Linked DNA regions of Mus musculus: all the other regions are linked to region 2. Evidence: chromatin contacts called from public ChIA-PET and promoter capture Hi-C data. All regions are on one chromosome and are shown on one strand. The core of a region is the stretch at or near the end of the contact, and the rest is flanking DNA. Distances in the headings are between cores, read along the strand shown.

The links. Promoter capture Hi-C pulls out the DNA fragments that hold promoters and counts their contacts. ChIA-PET counts read pairs in DNA pulled down with a chosen protein or histone mark.
Region 1: a promoter capture Hi-C map of pre-B cells shows a contact between it and region 2, with 4 times the contacts expected there. The contact joins the promoter of Supv3l1 here to the promoter of Hnrnph3 in region 2. A contact is called at or near these places in 2 of 39 promoter capture datasets (hippocampal neurons and pre-B cells), 2 of 484 Hi-C or Micro-C datasets (CD4 T cells and embryonic stem cells) and 1 of 115 datasets of contacts at active chromatin or transcription factors (memory CD8 T cells).
Region 3: a contact with region 2 is called in a promoter capture Hi-C map of pre-B cells, with 2.7 times the contacts expected there. The contact joins the promoter of Hk1 here to the promoter of Hnrnph3 in region 2. A contact is called at or near these places in 1 of 39 promoter capture datasets (pre-B cells), 1 of 484 Hi-C or Micro-C datasets (CD4 T cells) and 1 of 115 datasets of contacts at active chromatin or transcription factors (memory CD8 T cells).
Region 4: an RNA polymerase II ChIA-PET map of memory CD8 T cells shows a contact between it and region 2, with 45 read pairs. The contact joins the promoter of Srgn here to the promoter of Hnrnph3 in region 2. A contact is called at or near these places in 4 of 484 Hi-C or Micro-C datasets (CD4 T cells, erythroblasts, regulatory T cells and 1 more), 3 of 115 datasets of contacts at active chromatin or transcription factors (embryonic stem cells, memory CD8 T cells and thymic regulatory T cells) and 1 of 9 other capture datasets (pancreatic islet).

Annotation. Positions count from the first base shown.
Region 1 is chr10:62,448,093-62,451,110 of GRCm38.p6, reverse strand. Supv3l1 (suppressor of var1, 3-like 1 (S. cerevisiae)) reads left to right here and starts at 1,373. Exons shown (of 15, transcript NM_181423.3): 1 at 1,373-1,696. The coding sequence starts at 1,426. 4930507D05Rik (RIKEN cDNA 4930507D05 gene) reads right to left here and starts at 1,951. Exons shown (of 1, transcript NR_027926.1): 1 at 1-1,951.
Region 2 is chr10:63,021,834-63,025,274 of GRCm38.p6, reverse strand. It overlaps Hnrnph3 (heterogeneous nuclear ribonucleoprotein H3), which reads left to right and starts at 1,426. Exons shown (of 10, transcript NM_001079824.1): 1 at 1,426-1,555. It overlaps Pbld2 (phenazine biosynthesis-like protein domain containing 2), which reads right to left and starts at 763. Exons shown (of 10, transcript NM_026085.2): 1 at 539-763.
Region 3 is chr10:62,339,121-62,342,133 of GRCm38.p6, reverse strand. Hk1 (hexokinase 1) reads left to right here and starts at 1,713. Exons shown (of 18, transcript NM_001146100.1): 1 at 1,713-2,121. The coding sequence starts at 2,059. Hk1os (hexokinase 1, opposite strand) reads right to left here and starts at 1,900. Exons shown (of 3, transcript NR_168630.1): 1 at 1,722-1,900.
Region 4 is chr10:62,505,994-62,509,087 of GRCm38.p6, reverse strand. Srgn (serglycin) reads left to right here and starts at 1,331. Exons shown (of 3, transcript NM_011157.3): 1 at 1,331-1,446. The coding sequence starts at 1,374. Gm51804 (a long non-coding RNA gene) reads right to left here and starts at 1,284. Exons shown (of 3, transcript XR_003949006.1): 1 at 1,134-1,284; 2 at 801-1,014.

The DNA.
Region 1 (3,018 bases), core at 124-2,623, 570 kb after region 2:
AGGTAGCCACAGCCCTTCTCCTGAATGATCACCAGGCACTTGAGTCATGACCTTACATGGGGAAAAAAAAGCCAGCTCTTGTCTGACACACAACCTTTCCCCTTGCTCAGGACTCTTAAGAATCGTCCATCATGGGTCCTTGGTCCAAGAGCTGCACCAATAAACCTGACCTTGTTCGTTTGCCAAATGAACCAAACCCATGAGCCTCTCACCAAGGAGGGTTCTCAAGGAGGCCTACCCATATTATTACTGCAGACTCTGCGGATAGAATAAGTGCAGTTGAGATCGAAAGACCCTCGATCAATTTCAGAGAAGGAAGGCCATTCGAGTTCAGGGTCCGAACTTTGAGGGTTTTGACTTAGCACCAGATGGTTTTAGAGCTTTGACTCCGAAGCCATATCCCGCAACTCATTTTCTGAAATCAGAAAACTTGTCAAGAAGGGATAGAGACAGAGGATTGACCGATGGCGCGGGTTGGAATGAGGACCACCAGACACCGAACGAACGAAGTTGTTACTGGGTCCAATTTTCTAAAAACCGAACGGCTCCTGAACTCAGAAACTAGATGGTGTTGGGGACCTCTCGGCAGAGGACTGAGGGAACGTCGCCACACATGGCTTCCCTCCTAGTGTTTGGCCGGCCAAGAACTGAATGGTCACGCCCAGACGGAACGAACAGAGGCACCTCTTTCCTTACAACTCGGGTGGGACCGAGTGCTGTAGTAGATAGGAGTAAGATCAAACTTTAACCAGGTACACAGAGCATACTTTGTGGTTATAACTTTCGAGATGCGAGGAGTACAAACTGCTCACGTTAACTGAATTCTGCAGCTCATGGTGGAGCACATGCCTAGCTTGCTCATGGCCCCTACATGGAGCCCTAGCACCAAGGAGAGAAGCACGTGTATTGACACACGTGTCACGTAAGCGCCAGTTATCGTACAACCGGATTTCTCTGCAACCCGTCTTGATCTGTAGCAGATCAAGCTACGTCCTCTAACGTTATCCTATCAGGAAACTACGGATATTAATGCACCAATCTTCTTGGAAATGCACTTTAGCGTTTGAAGCCACATGATGCAGGATAGACAGTTTGGTCACATGACGACGCTTGTACGGTTCCCTTCCGCGCATCTGTAACATCCCTTAAGATGCCTGATTACTTTCCCTTCTTTCGAGAAAGACGCTGCCAATTGCCGCAGAAAGAGTGAGAGGATGGGAGCTCGTTTCTGCCACTGTAACGTACAGAGGTCGTGCTCCCACGAAGAGGCGCGCTCCCAACCCTTCCATCTCCTTTTCCTTCAGGCGCACGCGGGGGCAGCCCTGTGTCTCTCTGGGTCCTTTCGCTCCGCGGGCGCCGGAGCTACGTCACCGAGCGGCGCCAGTGGTCCGGATTTTCCCCGGCTCCATTCGAGCCGCGGCCTCAATGTCCTTGCCTCGGTGTACCTTGCTGTGGGCTCGGCTCCCGGCGGGGCGCGGGGCTGGGCCCCGGGCGGCCCCTTGCTCCGCCCTTCGCGCTCTCGTGGGGTCGTTCCCGGGGGCTTCAGGACGCGTTCCCTGCTTGGCCGCCTCCTCCTCTGCCTCTGGTGGCTCCAAAGCCCCGAACACGTCCTTGTTCGTGCCGCTGACGGTGAAGCCTCAGGGTCCCAGCGCCGATGGCGACGTGGGCGCGGAGCTCACTCGGCCTCTAGACAAGAGTGAGTGCTGGAGCCTCCCGGCAGAGCGGCAGGGTCTGCAGCCTGGGCCTACATAGTGCAATGTCTGTTCCTTTTTGGAGCCCTTAGCACCCGAGCCTAAGTCATATTTAGTCTCTTCTGTAGTTGACATTGACCGTTCTCTTCGGTCGAGGAGGTTAAGAGTTTTGTCCCTAAGTGGTGCGCCGCTTGTGCTCCTAGAGTCCTCATGGAGGGATTAAACAGTGAGGACTTGCCATTGACCTGATGTGGATGTCTAACGATGTTAAAATTCCATCTGGTTGCCAAGACAACGGGTCTCAGATCCGGATTTCTCAATAAATTTACTCTCCCACGAGACAGACCTGAATTTAAATACAAGATAAAAGTTGATAAAACTGTCTTTGCCAAAAAGTAGTATCGTCCCAGGTTCCAGAGATGAATAAAAAAAAAACCTTTAGCATCACTGGGTTGAAGTGAGTTTTGTCCTACCTGCATTTGGGTGAGCTTGACAATGGGAGGGTGAAAGGTTTCTTTTCACCAAATGACATTCTTAGAGACTGAAAGAAAACCACATTTCTTTTAGGCACAAGCTGTCTTCCTGGCTCTTCAACAAGCAATATTGATGCTTCCTATTGTGACTTTAAAATATAGGCTTCATGTTGGGAGTCAGAGGCAGAGGATGGCAAGTTCAATACCAGCCTGGGCTACAGAATGAGTTCAAAACAGGCTTGGAAAACTTAAGAGAGGTCCTATTTCAAAATAAAAAAATTAAACAAGGTTTCTCTGTGTGGCTTTGGCTGTCCTGGAATGTGCTCTGTAGACCAGGCTGGCCTCAGACTCACAGAGATAGGCCTGTGTCTGCCTGCCGAGTCCCTGGATCAAAGGCCTGGGCTACCTGCACCTCCAGGCAGCAGAGTGTTCTTTTTTAATGTGCTTGAAGATATAACCCTGGGATATATGCCTTGCCAAGCACGCAGTGCCGTGGGGTCATTTCCCAGTACTGTGAAATCAACTAACAAGGTAGTACTCCTCCTCTTCCCCTTCCTTTCCCTCTACTTTTTCCCTCCTCAAGATAAGCTCGAGCTGTTCTCAGACTGGGGATTGTCATTAATTACTGCACAGGCTACCGTTGCTAACACTGCTCTTAGTAGTGAATTACATCTGCCTCTCATAGCAGGACTTGCCTTTTCTTGGTTACTCAAGAAGAGCTTTGGGCACAAGGGGAGGTTTGATGGTGACTCTGTGGGGGTGGGGGGAGGGGGACTGGCTCTCTCCTTGTGTGTCTGTGGTCTGTCAGGGATGGTGCATTGCTGTACTCTTGTCATTTTTCTTACTCCATTGCA
Region 2 (3,441 bases), core at 177-2,676:
GCATCTGTGAAATACCACTTTGTAAGGCTATGGAGACACAGAGGGTCAGGAGTTCAAGGACATCCTTGGCTACCCAAGAACAAAGACAAGGAACTGCTTACCATGCCATTTCAGGAAGTACTTAATAAACCTGAGCTATGACGGCTTCTAGAACATACTTTGATTTTCCTGTCTGTAAGTATAAGCACACTGCGCCCCCCCCCCCTTCTCTGAAGGATATTTTGGGCTATAAAATCAGTAGAGTACTAAAGACTTTCAAGTAGGTTTGAAGATGAATTAAAGCCGTGAAATACAAGTTTCCATACAAGAAAGTCATTGGCCTCTTGGCTCTAGTATAAACATAAATAAAAATTCATAGTAAATCAAATCCAACCTTCCACACTGCCACTACTCCACTCCACATGGACTTCCCAGTGTTTGTAGCACAAAGAAATCTTTGGATGCACACTGAAGGGTGATTCCAACCCAGCCCCATCCACGTTCACAGCCTTAGTCTGTCCAGCCCGGCCTCTTTTCGCCCTCTGCTGTCCGTACCCACCTTAATTAGCTTTGCTCTCCCAAGTCTCTCAACACCAGGGTGGCCCTCCACCTTCCCACAGCCTTTCCATGTGCAATTTGTGTTACAACTTTAAAAAAGCCATAAACGGGTCGGGAGCAATCTTGGTAGCACGACAGAACCTCCACATGCGGTTTTTTTAGGTGTCTCCTGCGAGCACAATTTTTAGGAATACCAAACTCTTACTTAGATAAAGTCTATTGCCGTGAACCACAGACCCGTCACCCGGGTTTAATGGAGAGAAAAACCGAACCTGGCAGGTAGGAAACCAATCAAGGCGCCAAGGCTGCCTACGCAGGGGAACAAAGGGGATGCCCCAGGCTAGGACGGGAATCCTGCTGGGTTTAGACGCTTTGTATCTTCGCAGGCGCAACATTCATCTTTTTTTCTGATTGCATAATGCAAATATGGTGGACCAGCAAAGCCGTCCCCGGGTTGGGGGGCGGGGTGACAGAAACCACGTGGCTCCTTCCGCGCGGGGGCCTTTGTGGGATCTATTCCCAGTGGAGCAGATAAGAAACTTAGCAAACCGCGTGACCACGGCTCCTCAGAGGCCCGTGGGGAGGGACAAACGTGAGCTCCGGGGTTCAGAGGGTTGGTCGGTCGGCGGGAGCCAACGGAGTCCGCCACAGCCCACTCGCTGCGACTCCACGCCCACCACGGTGGCAACCGGGCAGGTCCCGAGTGCGCAGGTGCGCTGCGCCCCGCCCCCTGGGAGACCACGCTGTCACTCAAGTATCGCGAGAGCAGCGCGGCAGAGAGGGGGTGGGCCTGGGCAGTCGGCCCTGCCCCCTCCCTCTCTCTCGCCCCCCTCCCATCCCCCCTCGGCAGTCGCTCGGCTGCGCAGCTCCTAGAGCGGTTGGCGCGGCGGGAGACGGTTGAGGGGAGCGAGGGAGCCGAACCGTTGTGGCGAGCGCTCAGCAGCGGGCGAGCCAGGCGTCCCTGCCCGCGACCAGACCCGCGCGAGCGTCGGTGTAGGCGTTGCTTACGCCCCACAGGGTATCTGAAGTAGAAGGGGGGGTAGGTTGGGCCGGCGGTGCCGACAGCGGAGTCGGGAGAAGGACGAAGAGCCCGGGAGCGGGTGAGGGAACGCGGAGTGGCCGCTCGCTCGCTCTCCCCCGCCGCTCGGCTGCCGCCATCTTGGGGGCCGGTAGCGGTCGGGTCGCCTTCCCGCCTTTCCCCCGCTCGGGCTACTTTGTCGCCTCCGGCTTACGGGAAAGTGTCCGGCAGGAGAGAGTGCGGGCGGGAGATCCGAGCTCTCCGGTAGGGATGAGGGTGGGGAGCTCAGCGAGCCGGGAAAGCGGGACGCGCTCCGGGTGGAAATGGCGCTCGGCGGGCCCGGCCACCCACCGGGGCCTCCGGTGCTCTCGAAGGGACTACCTGGGGCCGGCGGGGCTGCGAGGGGCTGCTGACGCAGACTCCAGGGTTGAGACAGGGGGAGCTGGGGGCGGGGGAAGGAGAAGCCAGTGACGACGAGGGCGCTCCGATGCCAGATGCAGGACAAAGGCGGCCGCGGTCCTCCTTTGTAATTCCGCCGCTCGGTTGCGATGGCCTTGGCCGGGGGCCGGAGGCGGACTGTCCCCTATCTCCCGGGTCTCTAGGGCGAGCTGGGCAAACGGAAAATCTCCGGGAGGAGGCAAAGGACGCTTAGCCGACCTTTTAGTCCCTATTTGGAACTGCGGAGAGAGTCCGTTGCGCATCTCCAAAGAATTACCACCCACCTACCCCATGTCCCCCTCTTAGGTGTCGACCAAGACTTTTCATTTTGGAAGAGAAGTGCATGGCTTTTCTAATAGGAATAGTGCAAAGTGGGTGTGTTTCAAACAGGTCCGGGCCAGGTGAACTGCGAAGGTGCTGCGTTTAGGCAAGGGTGGAGAGTTAAGTTGTGTTTGGGGTAGTTAACTCTCCAGGAGTTGTGTTTTGTGTCGTTTTGTAATTAAGGCCGAAAGCCCAGTGCATTTCGTTTCATTTGATGGCTGAGCATGTTTAAAACTTGTATCGAACTGTGGTGTTTTGAAGCCGAAATAGGTCTCTTAAAGTGGAAGCCGAATCGCGTACCTAGTTGACGCGTTTTGGGTCCTTAAATTGGAAGCCGAATCGCGTACCTAGTTGACGCGTTTTGGGTCCTTAAATTGGAACTGTCATTAATTTTCATTGAAAATGGGTTAAAAAGGAAAAAAAAAAAAAAGCACATTTGGGCCTGAAAGTTAACTTGCTCATGAGTAATGGGAAAACTGTTAACGTACATTCCAATATTTAAAACAAAAGCTGGATAAAACGCCCAATCGTATTTTGTGAGTTCCAGGGCTATAGAGCAAGAATCCGTCTCAAAACGAAAAAAAAAAATCTCCAAGAAACAGATTACCACCTAGAAAAAGGAGGGTTTTTGGTTTTTTTGTGGCTTTTTTTTTTTGTTGTGTTTTGGTTTTGTTTTTCCTTAGACAGGGTTTCACTGTATAACCCTGGCTGTCCTGGAACTCATGTCACCAGGCTGGCCTCAAACTCAGAAATTTACCTGCTTCTGCCTCCCAAGTGCTGGGATTAAAGGCGTGCACCACCACGCCCGGCCAAAAAAGGAGATTCTTCATGGACTTTGGAAATGCAGAGGGTTCAGATCTACTATAACGAACTAAAAGATACGTCCACATTTTCTTGATTGGGTTACATTAGAAATGCCTTTACTTTTTTTGAGACAGGATCTTGATGTAACTGGATGTGTACTGAAGGCCTCCCTCTTGGAGCCTCTGTCTCCCAAATGTGTTTTGCTTTATTTTGAGATAAGGTTTCATTGTAGACCATGCTGGTCTTGATTGGAGGATCTTGATATTTCTGCCTCCCAAGTGCTGTGAGCCACCATCAACTTTTTTTTAAAGTGGTATACCACA
Region 3 (3,013 bases), core at 464-2,963, 680 kb after region 2:
CCAGAAAGCCACCTTAAATGTTCTTGTAATATTTCTAGCTAGACAGGCGAAAAACTGGGGTGGTAATGGTATTGGGAGCGGCAGTGAGTCTGACTTAGAGATGTGAATTAGGAAATAATGCTAAGCCTTAGTGCCTCTGTGTGTGTGTGTGTGTGTGTACTGAGTCACCTTGGTACAGGGGTTGGGGGAAGGGATAGCAGAGGTGCCTACCTGCCTATAAGTTTGGCCAGCTTTTTCCCAATTCTGGTTTGTTGGGTAAGGGTTGTATGGGGACAGATTATAGTGATAGCTGAAGGCTGAGTGAGGGGGCCGTGAGTCTAACACGGGGAGCAGAGAGATGGCCCATTCAACCTACAGAGCTCTGAGAAAACAAAACAACCCTCCATCCTCAAAGATGTCCCAGCCTTGAGAGCTGGCTGGCAGAACTACATTTGCAGAGTCGAATGCAGCTTAGAAGAACCATTTTGTCCTGACACTGGTGGCCATGTTGGTAGCGTTCGCCTGTGCATATGTGTGTGTGTGTGTGTTAGTTTGAGATTTATGTGGGCCTCAAATGCTAATCTTTTTGAGGGGAGATCCTATTAGGAAAATAATTTAAATACAACAGTTAGGCCCTCCCTGGGCCTGGAAATGGCGATATACAGGTTGCGCCCCCCCCCCCAAACTTTAACCTGTAGGCTCCCAAGTTCATTCTATGAGAGTACTTCCCACTTAATTTGTTAGACACAAGTGTTTATGCTCTTTCACAAAAATCATGGGGTGTAGACATCAGTAGTTACAGCTCCATCTTAGGGGTAAAGAAGTGACTGAGGACACATCTGCACCTGCCATTGGGCAGGGTGGGGATGTGTCCTGGATAGAGGTATCAGGTCTACCACCTCTTTCTCAGTGGGCAGTGGTGGCTGGAAGGGTCCTGGGGTACTTGAGGGGTGTTCCAGGCATGGGCTCCTAGCCCCCCAGGTGTGGGCTAGAAGTTAGCCTCTATAGTTCCCTCAGGACAGATGCTGCAGCCCTGGTCATGGGAACATGGCCTGCAAGGGAAGCTTAAGTAAGAGACACTGCATACAACGGCCAGGTCACCAGCACTGAAGCTAAGAAAACCCTGCCCGACTCCTGAGCAGCAACTGTAACGCATTGCCTCAGACTCCTCACCTGTAGAATCAGAGCCACTTCTGTATGTCAGAGTTCTTACTTGTCATAAGGTACAAATACGATTTCCCCTCAACCTGAGTCCTGAACAGTACCCCCAACCTCCCAGAACCCGGATGCCCAAGAGCTAGAGAAGGGTGGGAGGATCGGGACAGGCTGGGAATAGGCCAAAATTCCCACTCGGGGACCATGAGCTCTTACATGATGTCACAGGGGCAGGCGCTTTGGGTTTCGCTATGTGAACTCTGACAGGCTGTGGTGGGACTCCGAGCATCATCCTTAGATTTTGGATCCTCGATGGCAGGCAGGCACAGGGACCCAGTGCAAGATCTGTGAAGCCGCCTAGTTTCGGCTTCCGCTCTCTTTCCACGCCCACTTGTGTGCTTCCCCAACAGGGAGGATGGGAGGGGTGGGGGACGAGCCCTAATCTCCGAGGAAGGGGTGTGGCTCCGTTCGCGTTCTCCAGTTTGTGGTGTCCTGGATCTGTCCTCTGGTCCCCTCCAGATCGTGTCCCACACCCCACCCACTCTGGCTTGGCACTGTGCCACCACGCGTGACCGCGCGCTCCTTACGTGGGGAACGTGCAGGGTGATGCCTCCTTTCCGGCGCGGGAGGGAGCGGCCGTCATTCTCCTGCTCTGGCTGGGAAGCCCCAGCCATAGCGCGGCAGTGGCGCCTTGTAGCCAATGGGGACTGAGGAGGTGGGCCGGCTGGCGGTTGTCACCCTCCCGGGGACGGGAGCTCGGAGGTCTGGAGAGAGCAGGCAGACGCCCCGCCCAGGGACTGAGGGGGAGGAGCCAAGGGAGGAGGAGGTGGAGTCGCGGATCCGCCGCTGGAGGACCACTGCTCACCAGGGCTACTGAGGAGCCACTGGCCCCACACCTGCTTCTCCGCATCCCCCACCGTCAACATGATCGCCGCGCAACTACTGGCATATTACTTCACCGAGCTGAAGGATGACCAAGTCAAAAAGGTGAGCCCCGCCGGCGCCGCCCTGGCCACAGCCTTGCATTCCCGCATCCGCTCGCCACCGCCTGCATCCTCCCCCCGGCCTCTCCCGGCTAGACAGCATCTAGTTGGACTACAGGGTGCAGGCGACAGGCCTCATGCTGGGATTCACCCGGGCATTGTGGGCATGCGGGCGTGCTTGTGGTTTGAGGAGCTGGGCGGCCGGCTGAAGACCCCCCCCCTTCCTCCCACGGCTGGATTGCATACTGCAGTGTCCTTGAAAAGGACCATGGATGTCAGATGGGTACCCGCACGCAGTGCCGGGCTGAGACCTGTCTAGGTGGGGACCAGCTGGCCTGTCTATAGGCCTGTTTTGAAAGGTCCACGCGCGCCGTGGGCGGGGAAGGTGTGATCGCCGAGATAGGCTGGGGAGGTGAGTGAGCAGCTGGCGGGGGTGCTGGCTGGAAGCCAGGCATCCCATATTTGGGGTTCCCATTTGGAGAATACGATGCCCTCCTGAAACTGTCACTGGGCTCCCCCAGCTGTTGCAGCTGCTCCTTACTCTGAGGACGGGGTGACCCGCCTGGCTTTCCGGTGAGGGGAGGGGAGCAGAGGCCACCGGAAACTTTGCTCATAGGCCTCAGGTCGAGAACCGCACGTCTGAATGGAATTTTTTCTTCCTCTAAACCTGTAATTTCCAGGCAGTCTCAGCCTAGGAGCTCAAATAAGACACTTTAGTCACTTGAAGAGCTCGGAGGGGTTGGCATTCGTTCCTTGTGACTTGTGAGTTCTTGCACATGGACGCTGGGTCCTAGGGGTGATGTTCATCTAGTATAAAGTGCCGTCTGCTGGTGGGTCTTAAAGATGTACCTCACTTTTCTGCCACCATCAGTAAGACGGGATGTTTTTTTCCTGAG
Region 4 (3,094 bases), core at 82-2,581, 520 kb after region 2:
TACTTCTAATTGCCTTGAAGGTGTCGTGAGAAACTTCCTGAAGCTGTTAACATGATCTTTCGTTTTGTTATCAGGGCTTTAATTGAAGCTTATCATGAAAAGGGACCAAAGGCAGAGGAGAGAAATCCCAACAGATACTAAAACTCCACACGGTGTGCGCTGGGTCTCTGTGCGCCTCGGTTGCTACAGTTGAGGGTTTCCAGGCTCTGAGGGGGCTTCTGAGGAGAAGTTTCTAAGGAGGGCTTCATTTTCTCTATCAGGGCTCCTGAGCTATGAGATTCTAAAGTCTGTCCTTATCAGGAAACCTTAAGGAATCAGCAGGAAGCCCAGAACAAGGGGAAGGAAACTCCTCCCACCCATCAAAGGATGGCCAAGGGGCAGGCATCTGAGCAGCCGAGGAACGGACACCCTGAAGTGGAGAATGGTTGAGCCCTCAGAGCAAAGGCAGAGAAAGCTGTCTCGCTACAGATACAGCGTAAAACCACCCTTACTGTGAGGCTAGCACAGAGTGGCCATTCCCGCACCCGCACCCCCAAAGCCCCGCAATCTTCGAGGCCAGGGAACGGCTAGTCCTTTATGAACGGCAGCATCTGTGTCTCTGTTTTCACATTCCACGGCCCTCTGAGGGGGGGACCTGCCCTCCTTGTTCCTGATTTTTGCCTTACTCAAGACCAGAAAGAAAAATTTTTTTTCGAAGTAAACAAACAAACAAACAAAAAAAAACAGGAAAAAAAGATGCAAACATGCATGGTCTCAATCCCTGGGGAGCAGCTGATTTTATATATATATATATTCCTCACCTGTTTGTGAGCTAGAGGGAAAGCCAGGAATTCTAGCAGACTCTGGACGTTAACGGAGACCGCTCATCCTGGGGGCTGAGAACCCAGCTCGGCTCGGAATGTTCCCTGCTTGTGCCTGACTCTGTGCGCGCCCAGCTTCTCTTTGATGTGCGCTGTGGATGAGCCGAGCTCAGTTCTGGAACAGCTGAGTCCTCCTGTCTGTTTAGATTGTTACCTGAAGGAAGGGAGGGGGAAGAAAGTGCTGATTCGACTTTTTGATGGGGAAAACTTTTTTTTTAAACATGCAAATGACAGATGGCAGAGCTTTTTGGAAAAAGAAAAAATAATAACCACACAGCAAACGCCTAGGGGGAGTCCGGTGGAGTTTCATCATGGGTATGAACAGTTGTTGTTTTTTTCAACTTTCTTCTTCTTTCTGGGTGTTGATGTGGATCTCTTTCTATTTGTTCAGGAAACTGTGACGTGTGTTCTTGGGCAGGGTCTGAGGTTTTGGAACCTCTTTCTAAAAGGGACAGAAAGAGCACCCTGCTACATTTGCTAATCCAGAGGCTGAGTGGAGCCGAGCTGGTCAGGATGCAGGTTCCCGTCGGCAGCAGGCTTGTCCTGGCTCTCGCCTTCGTCCTGGTTTGGGGATCTTCAGTGCAAGGTAAGAGACCCAGGATCTTTAATTCTCTGCTCTGAAGGCATCAGCATATGCACAAGTAATTGTCTTCATCTGAAGGTGCAGGGTGTCCTATTGTGGGAGGGGAGGTAAGGAAGGATTTCAGGTGCCTCAACAACCTCGTGTGAGTTTACTTGAGTTTGGTCTAAAAAATAATAATAATTAATTAAACTCTAAGGTAAGTGGTGGCCTTAAAACCTGTCAGGATGACTGAAAAGTGTTCTTATTTTTTTGGGTAAAGATGTGTGGTTTATTCATTTAAAGCATTCAAGAAATAAATGGAAAATTACCCAACTGATCTACTGAGATGGTGGCATCATGGAATTTTCTAGAATAGCATCCTATCACTGAGTTGTCTGCATGAACTCCATTTTGATATAAGGTCTCATGTAGCGTAAGATGGTCTTCAACTTGCTATACAGCTGAAGAGGACCTGGAACTTCTACTTCCCGAGTGCTGGGATAACAGGTGTATGTCTCCATGCTGGGTTCCAAAGAACGGAATCTGATGGCGCTGTTATTTTAACAATGAAAGAGGCTTTTGTGTGTGTGTGATTTTCTGAGACAGGGTTTCTCTGTGTAGCCCTGGCTGTCCTGGAACTCACTCTGTAGACCAGGCTGGCCTCGAACTCCGAAATCCACCTGCCTCTGTTTCCCAAGTGCTGGGATTAAAGGTGTGCGCCACCACTGCCCGGCTTTTTTTTTTTTTTTTTTTTTAATTGGGGTAAATGTAGCTATTTTTACTTTCTTCTTAAGCTCGGCTCTTACCAAACATTCAATTTTGGCTAGGCAAAATGCTAACTCTAAAACAATATTTTAGAAACAGCCTGAGGAGTGTTAGCATTTGTGCTCTCGTCCAGAAAACAGGTTTTCGTTTGAAAACCTGTCTGTAAATTTGACTGTCTTTTACAGCTGTTCAGTCATGCTGACTCAACCTCAAACTTTTTCTAAGAAGATGGAATGTTTGTAGAACAAACAAACAAACAACAACTACAAAGAAGCACACTTTATTCGCCTTAATATTTAGGGAACTATGTCTAAATGAGGCAGAAGGTCATGGCCTGATAAATAAGTTGCCGAGTTTATGGTTGAAAAACATAAAGGAAATGTTGAGTCACAGCGACATACGTGTCCTGGAGTTTCTTCGAAGTGACTCCTAGCTGTAGCGTTCTTACTTCCGGTCGAAATGACATCTCACAGGTTACTTCAGAAATTCCTTGCATAGTGGAAGTTTAGAAACTTATTTTCATGGGGCTATGCTAACGTCGTCATCGGAAAACAGGAAGTGACCTTGCTAAGGCTCACTTCTATTTATGTAGCTTTGTGATATTGGCGCCTACACCCAGGGCCTCATGCATGTCCGGGGCTCTGCTACACAGCTAGAGCCACACTTTTCCCTTTGACTCAGAATTCAAGTTCATGCGGATCTTTCAGGGAAAAACCTTTGGCTTCATGAAATAGTCCCCGGTAGCCACGTGCTCTGGCAAGATGGACAGCTGTGAATTCCGCATTTGTGACACCTGGCTCTGGGTGTCTCTCTACCAGAGGCGTGCATGTAAGCCTTTCAGTTGCAAAAGTTCCCAGAAACATCAAACTAGACTAAAAACAAAACCTTGTCTATTTCATCACGAGCC